2 separate regions of the Sus scrofa genome follow, and region 2 is linked to region 1. Evidence: chromatin contacts called from public HiChIP or PLAC-seq data. All regions are on one chromosome and are shown on one strand. The core of a region is the stretch at or near the end of the contact, and the rest is flanking DNA. Distances in the headings are between cores, read along the strand shown.

The links. HiChIP or PLAC-seq counts read pairs in DNA pulled down with a chosen protein or histone mark.
Region 2: a contact with region 1 is called in an H3K27ac HiChIP or PLAC-seq map of skeletal muscle. The contact joins two enhancer-like sites. A contact is called at or near these places in 4 of 47 Hi-C or Micro-C datasets (heart right ventricle, psoas muscle and skeletal muscle) and 1 of 2 datasets of contacts at active chromatin or transcription factors (skeletal muscle).

Annotation. Positions count from the first base shown.
Region 1 is chr7:36,206,308-36,210,493 of Sscrofa11.1, forward strand. No RefSeq gene overlaps it. Among named protein-coding and RNA genes, the nearest start is that of TSPO2, 140 kb to the right of the region's middle. Within about 2 kb of position 2,079, at least 3 of the 83 cell types and tissues checked have an H3K27ac peak or open chromatin away from gene starts, as enhancers often do. A contact at or near this core is called in skeletal muscle, where this site is marked.
Region 2 is chr7:36,300,827-36,305,012 of Sscrofa11.1, forward strand. LOC106504407 (a long non-coding RNA gene) reads right to left here. Exons shown (of 3, transcript XR_001297853.2): 2 at 1-38. Among named protein-coding and RNA genes, the nearest start is that of TSPO2, 44 kb to the right of the region's middle. Within about 2 kb of position 1,790, at least 18 of the 83 cell types and tissues checked have an H3K27ac peak or open chromatin away from gene starts, as enhancers often do. A contact at or near this core is called in skeletal muscle, where this site is marked.

The DNA of each region.
Region 1 (4,186 bases), core at 829-3,328:
ACACATCAAAAATAGCAGAGCAGGAAGATGCCAAAAACCTGGGTTCTTGGTGACATTGCTGCACTGAGGAGCTGGCAGCTTCTGGAGATTCCAGCCCAGGACTTTCTTTTCTTTCTTTCTTTCCAGCTGCACTCACGACATATGGAAATTCCCAGGCTAGGGGCTGAATCAGAGCTGCAGCTGCCAGCCTACACCACAGCCACAGCAATGCCAGATTCTTAACCCACTGAGCGATGCCAGGGATCGAACCCTCATCCTCATGGATACTAGTCGGCCACAATGGGAACTGCCCAGGATTTCTTTCTTATTTCATGAGATGGGTGTCTGAATTGCTTAAGCCACAATTAGGTGAACATTCGGTTACCAGCTGCCCAACCCATATGCTAAAATGCCTAGAACTGTGCTCACATATAATAAGCTCTCCACGAAAGGCTGTTTAATCAGTAAAAAGCAAAAGAAGAAAAGGAGGATATGTGGGCAAACAGGTTAAACTCAAGACACTGCACAAATATGAGAAAAGCTGAATTTTTTCTGAGCCTAGTTAGGCTCCGTGGGTTCAGCAGGGTTGTGGGCTCCATGGCTTCGGTTGAGTTGCCACTTACTTCATTTCAAGTAGAAGAAAAGATGAAATTCCAAGTGCTGGGATGGACACCAAACATCGTGAGAGGAGACCCTAGGAATCGCTCACAACCATTCACCGCTTCTCCTTGGAGAGCGGGTAGAGCCTGTCCAAGGGCTACAAATTTGGTGAGAATTTTCAGAGAAACACATCCAACCAAAAGGAGGAATGGTATGGAACTCACCCGGGGCCAGTCTCTAAGACAGAGAGCTGCAAAGTCCTCTTCTTTCTTGGCCTTTGATTTAAGCTGATGAAATCGGAAAGTGTGGGGCTGCCCCTTGTGGTTCACTGTGGAGTCCTGAGGGCCACCCCAGAGTCTTCCTGTTAATTCACGACGAGCAGCAGGCACTCCCTCAGCAGACACAGGGCACAGCCTTGCTCTTTCTGTTGGATCTGCCAATCTGATTAGACCCCTGGGGATCACTGATCCACTACCATGCGCCTGAGGGAGTCGGGGTGGTATCTAATGCACCCCACTGTTGCAGCCCAGCCCAGCACGTACAAGACCTCTTGAGATTTGTCTCTGTGCCCCTACCTTCCCCTTTGCCATCCTTGGCTGTCCTTTATGAGACCCTATAGGAAACTGTACACTAATTCAATTTTCCCCATCAAAAGTCTGCCCTCTGGAATTCCCGTTGTAGCGCAGAAGGTTAAGAATGCAACTAGTATCCATGAGGCTGCGGGTTCAATCCACGACCTTGCTCAGTGGGTTAAGGATCCGGCATTGCTGCAAGCTGCCACGTAGGCTGCAGATGTGGCTCAGGTCCACATTGCCGTGGCTGTGATGTAAGCCTGCAGCTGCAGCTCTGGTTCGACCCTTGGCCTGGGAACTTCCATATGCCGCAGGTGCAGCCCTAAAAAGAACAAAGATAAAAAGCCTGCACTCAGAAAAAGTCTAACATCAGTCAGTGGCACACTAGTGTGAATTAAAGTCTTTCTCAGGGCTATTTGCTAACTAAATCTCATTGCCCCTAAGGCTCCTTTGATGTATTCATCTTGCAAGTTTTGGGTCAGGTCTTAACCATTGTTATGCACTGGTTCTCTCTTAATATTATTTCATGTTCATTTGCTTTCAAGTTCTCCAACTAGACTATCGGTACCTCAAAGACAAAGCTGACATCATCTACCCATACTTAGGATTTAATTACTTGGTCATTCATTTAGTCAACAGACATCTATTGGGTGTATCCTGGGTACTGGGCTCCGTGTTAGGTCTGAGGTTTCCAGCATGAGTAAAGCGTAATCCCTGCTTTCAAGCTCCAAGTCTCTGCGGGGCAGACACCCTGGAGGAACGGATAGTTAGGTCTCCTTCTCCTGAATGTCCAGGCGTCCAATCCTCCTTCTTGCTTCTATTTTTATCCTTGCCTCACCCCTCTCCCACCAGCCTGGGTCTGAGTGAGTCTGTTTCTTGCAATCGAGAGAAACCAATTACAACACACCCTAGGGCAAGAAACGTTTGAACTGCCTCTTAAAGGATCAGTGTAGGGGAAATGAGGGCATAGGGAGGATATGCCTGGCAGAGGGCACAGCACGAGCAGGAGCGCGAGGCCAAGAACAGCTTGTTGTGGGCGATGCCAAACACATGTGCATTCATTTCTATTTGGGGCCCTCATTGTGGAATGGAAGGCTTTGTCCACAGGAAAGCCATCCCCAACATCCAAAGGCTGATAGAGAAGGTATTTCGGGGACATGCGTAGGGGAAAAAATCCCTTTCCCGGGAGCCTGCAAAAACACACGAGGTAGGCAGCTGTCCCCAAAGACCAAAGCCGAAGGCCAATTCTGCTGATTCACAGCAGCCTATTTGATGGCCAAGGATGCCTCGTAAGAGGGAGCAGCCTACAGGCAGCAGCCAAAGGCCTGGGAGAGAGAAACGTTCTCAGAAAGGGAGTGGCCAAGCGGAAAGGGACCCCAAGAGATTGTGGCACTCAGCTGATTCCAAGGGCCTCGCACCAAGTTGGGGAGCCCGTGGCATCCGGACCCAGCCTTCCATCCCTTGACAAACATCCCATTTCCCAGCAGTTTAGTACTTTTGCATCAGAGGCATTCCGACTCCCAAAGCCCGGGGGTGTAGGAGTTCAGGGGGTATTAATATGATAAGCTAGATGAGATCCACTCTTCAGCTTCCCAGAAAAGGCTGGCTCCAGCAGACAGAGCCAAGTGACACACACTCTAAAATAATCCCCGGCATCTAAACAAGGCAACGTTATCCCCCTCCCCCAGCCAAGATGCCACTGGGCTGCCAGCTCGCCCTTCATCTCCCAAGCTTCTGGGGAGGTTACATCCTGATGAAAGGTTGGTGAGAGTCGACTTAATTCTACAGAAATTAACTGAAGATCTACCAGACGAAGCTTGCTGTTGGAGAAGTAAGATGAGCTTAGGCTTTCTTACTGGGGACCCAGTCCAATCATGCAAACGCCAGGGGGTCAGATGTGCTTAACAAGGACACCCTTGCCCTGTAAGGACATTCGCTCTGAGCTCTGGCTTCCATCCAGCCCCAGGGATTGTCTTTCCATGACCTGAAGTGGCATCTTGCTTGCCTTTCATCTACCTGAAGCCACAGACCTCATTAGCCTTTTTTAAAAGCAGCGCCCCTTGGCTTCCCCCGGGCTATAAAGTTGGCTACTTAAGGGCAGAGCTTGCCCATTCAAATGCAGGTTCACTGAGGGCACAGTCTTGTTCATTGTTTCATTCCCAGCACATAGGGCAGTGCCCAGCACAGAGTCGATTCAATAGATGTTTGTTGAAGGAGAAAAGAATGTGTCGGGAAGTTCCTGTGGTGGCTCAGCCATAAAGAATGCGACTAGCATCCACGAGGATGCGGGTTCAATCGCTGGCCTCGTTCAGTGGGTTAAGGATCCAACATTGCCATGAGCTATGGTGTAGGTCGCAGATGTGGCTTGGATCTGGCATTGCTGTGGCTGTGGTGTAGACCAGTAGCTACAGCTCCAAATTGACCCCTAGCGAGGAAACTTTCATATGCCGCAGCTTTAGCCCTGAAAAGAAAACAACAACAACAAAAAGAGTGAGGCTGCAAAACTCTGGGCCCCCGCCCTCAACCTCAACAGAAGCCAAACCTCAGTGTGTGTGTATGTGTGGGAGGGTGTAGGTGTGTGTGTGCCCATGCATGCATGCTCACCCCACACACACACTCAATATCACTGTGTGGCCCTGGGGGTGCTGTGCAATTTCCAGGTTCTGTAACCTTTCTTTTTTTTCAAAGTTTCCTGAAGATTATTGCTAAAGAGCATCTTGCAAGCATAGTAAGAACCAGAAGGGCCAGTACAACACAACGTGCTTCTCAGTAGGCTGAGACTAGTATTCAAGTGGCAGCACAGACAAAGCAAGAGTGTGGAGATGTGGGAGGAAGATTGGCAAAGAAGACACTGTGTGAGTTAGTCTTAAGTTTAGCAGACAAGAGCACGATGAAGAGGCATGTCCAAGCCTAGGGAAGAGCTTTTGTAAAAGCCCTAAGTGTGAAAAGTCATGTGAATGATGTACACCCGCGTCTGTGGGCACATGTGCCCAGGACATGTGGACAGAGTATTCCTGGTGGCCCTGTTCAAACAG
Region 2 (4,186 bases), core at 540-3,039, 94 kb after region 1:
CAGGTTCAGTCCAGAAACTGAGATCCCACATCCAGGCACTGCATGACACAGCCAAAAATAAATAAATAAATAGAAGTTCCCATTGTAGCTCAACGGGTTAAGAACCTGACATGGTGTCCATGAGGATTCGGGTTTGATCCCTGGCCTCATTCAGTGGGTTAAGGATACAACCTTGCCACAAGCTGCAGAGTAGGTCACAGATGAGTTCGGATCTGGCATTGCTGTGACTGTGGCATAGGCTCCAACCATAGCTCCAGTTCAGCTCCTAGCCCACGAAATTCCATATGTTACAGGTGCAGCCTTAAAGAAAAAAAATATAAAAATAAAAAATAAGGTAAGCAGAAAGCATCCAGGATGACTGAGTCAGGGGCCCAGGTTCTATTTCTCAGTTAATGTCCATCATTATATTATTCCTGGACTTCAGCCTCTCTAAACCTCAGTTTAGAGAGGGTGCTAGGCCAGGTTCCCTCAAGTTTCCAATAGCATGAAAATTCTAACAAGCATATCTACCCAGTTATGCACATGATTCAACTGGAGGTCCATTCCTATAGTTAAAATTCAGCTCACTTGGGGAGCTCCCATTGTGGCTCAGCAGGTTAAGAACCACATCACGTCAGTGAGGATGCAGGTTCAATCCCTGGCCTCGCTCAGTGGGTTAAGGATCTGGGACATTGCTGCAAGCTGCAGCATAGATCTCAGATGCAGCTCGGATCCCGCATTGCTATGGCTGTGGTGTAGGCCAGCAGTTGCAACTCTCATTCAACCCCTAGCCTGGGAACTTCCACATGCCCAGGTGCGGCCCTAAAAAGAAAAAAAGAAAAATAATAAGCCTACTTGGAACCAATAGGTAATAAAGAGCATTTGCCATGCTGCTGCTCCTGAGAAGGAACTTGAAATAAACCTGGTGACCCCTCACTGAATAGATGAAGAAGCCAGAGCTCAGAGAGGAGAAGCAGCTAACCCAAGGTCACACAGCAAGTGAGAGGCAGAGTCAGACAAGAAGTCAGGACCCCTGGCTCCTTGTATGGTGAGTTCAGCATGACTGCAAATATTTTGAACCTCTTTCTGTTGAAAGTTGGGTCTATGTCTCCTGCTCTTCATCTGGGTGGCTCCTTGATGCTGTAGCCATAGGGGGTATGGAAGCAAAGCCACGTAGCTTCCCGAGACAAGGACGCAAAAGACCATGCAATTCTGCCTCCCGCTCGGAGACACTTTACTTGCTCTTAGAACCCTGAGCCTCGAGCCTCCAATCCAACGATCCTGAGAGCTCCCTGCCAAAGAGGCCACACGCAGATATTAGCCAGCCCAGCCCAGCTGCCAGACTTATGAGTGAAGAAACTGGATTCGAAGTGGTCCAGACCCCAGCGGTTGAAGACACCTCCACCATTCAAGTTCTCGCCTGAAGCCCCAGACACCAAGGAGCAAAGAAGAGCCATGCCCTGCCCTCTTGTACCTCCTGACCCACAGAATCTGAGAGCACGATAAAACAGCGGTGTTTTGGATCCTTAAGCTTTGGGGTGTTATTTTCACACAGCCGTAGGTAACTCCAAGCATTAGTCAACACTCACACTGGCTAATAACTGAGCTTGGGGCTCCCTGCCCCCGAGTGAGCTATGCCAGGAGGGTGTGACACCCCGCATCCTTGCTGAAGGTGGAGGGAGGTGGCCCCGCCTCCTCACCCACTCTCCATCCTGCCTCCAGGGCGGTCACTGGCACAAGCTTTCACCCCACTCCCCTGGCCAAGTTCTCCTCCGTCCTCCAGTCGTCCTTGTTTAGATCTCACACGTCAGACTAAGCTCTGGATAGGAAGTGATTTATTGATGTCTTTCACTAGCCTGAGAGCTCTCCCTGCATTTCCCAGCCAGCGCCCTCACCCCACTGTGGGCACGAAATCAACCTGCAGGGAGTGAAACTGATGGAGACACGTGATCCCGCCACTCCTGGACCTCCAACTCAACCTCCTCCAGGGAGGGCACGGTCCTTCCCTCTCCGGGCAGGCTCCCTCTGCTTCACAGCAGCCCAGGAGCAGAGAAGCGGAAGTGGCTGGTGCCACAGCAGAGGACAAAAACTGGGCCAGCTGGGCCCAGGACCCAGGGACGCGTGTTTCGTCTGACGTTGCCTTTAAGAGCGTAGGTATCCGGAAACCCCGGTTAATTTTCTTGTTCAAACATTGGTTTAAAATTGTTGGCTCTGGGAGAGATACTGTCCTTCAGCAGGTTCATTATAAACTTTGCAACTCCAAGGTCTGATTCAGCTGGAAAAGTTCCTGGTTGCTAAGAGACCAGAGAGCAAATTACCCGCTCACAAAAGACACCGCTAAGGCCAGTAAAACAAAACAAAACAAAGTAGGAAATGGGCCTCAAAATCAAAAACAGGGTAAATAAACTGGCTGGGAAAACGTCTGATTGGAAAACACAATTATAAATATTCTTCGCACTGAAATGTAATGATGCTCTGTCAGTAGCTACACTCTTTGTATTTTGTCTCTTGAAGGAAACAGCAGGGGGGCCCCTTTTCAGTCCTGAAATTCTGTATCCAGGAGTCAGAGGGAAAAACAAACTGTCCCAGTTGATAAGGAGGCAAAAAGAAAAAAAAAAAAAAAAAAGTGAATAAGGCTGCCTTTTTCATGCGCTCTCCCTGCCAGGTGGGTGACAGGCTGCCTGTGGCTGTGGCCCAGAAACATCCCTTCAAGGAAACAGAAAAACCTCCCTCAAGGAAAGGTTTCTGATGGCTGCTGGTGACACATCCCAGAGCCACAAGAGAGGGTACTGCCTCCCCCTCCAGGAGTAGGACAGACACTTGGGGATATGATCTAGGCATACAGAGTAAGAGTGAGCCGGGACTGGCCCAAAGAACAGTAATAAAGTACCAAATAGACCTCAGGTATTTCTTTCTTCAAAGCACTTTTTTTTTCTTCTTTTTTTCTTTTTACAACCACACCTACAGCATATAGAAGTTCCTGGGCTAGGAGTCCAATCAGAGCTGCAGTTGCAACCTGCTCGACAGCTTGCAGCAACACCAGATCCTAAACCCAATGATTGAGTCCAGGGATTGAACCTGCATCCTCATGGACACTATTATATAGGGTCTTAACCCACTGAGCCACAATGGGAACTCCCCTAACCTGCTTTAATAGCTGTGATTTTTAGTCATTGCTTTTCTGGCCGGATGATTGAATATCAAAAATGTTTCAGTAATGATGAAGAACAGAAAAAATGCTAATCTCTCTCAGTGAATCACATCTGTGGTGGAAATTCAGCTCCTCAGACGGAAAGACTTCCTAAGACCCCCTTGCTCTACTGGACCAATAGCACGAAAATCCCATAAGTAGAAATTACCAGTCTCTTGAGAAAGGAGTATGAAAATCTTAGGTGACCACGGAGGAGTCACAGGGTTTTGGAGCTCAGAGAAGAAAGGAAGTGGGAAAAAAGGTGGGGGATCAGAGATAGGAATTGGGAGAAAATTCAGCCCACCACTAGGCGTATGCCAGGGCGTTCTGGAGTGATGCGGCTAATAGCTATGTGACTAAACAGGTCCTACTTATCAATATTTGAGGACAGCAAAAGGATTTCCGAATATGATGGCTCCAACAAGCATGAAATCATTTCAGGGGAGAAAATACAATTCCCCACATGGCAGCTTCCTTCAGATCTTTTCTGACCGTCATTTTTTGTCAGACTTCAAACAGCATACGACTGCTGTTTTAGGCAGAATTGGTTGCTTTCCATCAAAGACTGTATTATTGTCCCAAATAGTCAGGGCCCCTCTCTGTGGGAGAAATACACACCTCTACTCTGTGGTACATGGATGTGATGCTATGACTTGTGGCCCTTGAAAGGTGAGCAGAAGTCACGCATGTCACTTGAGGTAAAGTTTTAAGAGCTAGGACGTGGCTTTTTGGCTTCTCTTTCCCCCGCTGTCGTGATGACCATTGGTATTCTAGAAAGCACTGTATCCAAGAGCCGTGGTCCTTGAGAGGACACATGATGGAGTGCCAGCGGGGTGCCAGCGGGATGCCAATAGGCTTGTAGCATGGGTGAGAAAGAAGGTTCTGCTGTAAACCGCTGAGATGTGTAGGGTGATTCCGGCAAAATTTAGCTGACCTGACTAAGGCGCCTCCCACAGGGCTAATGTGTGGTGGAGTCCTCCTTACCTAGGCTTTCCCGCTACACAGCCGCAGTCTCCC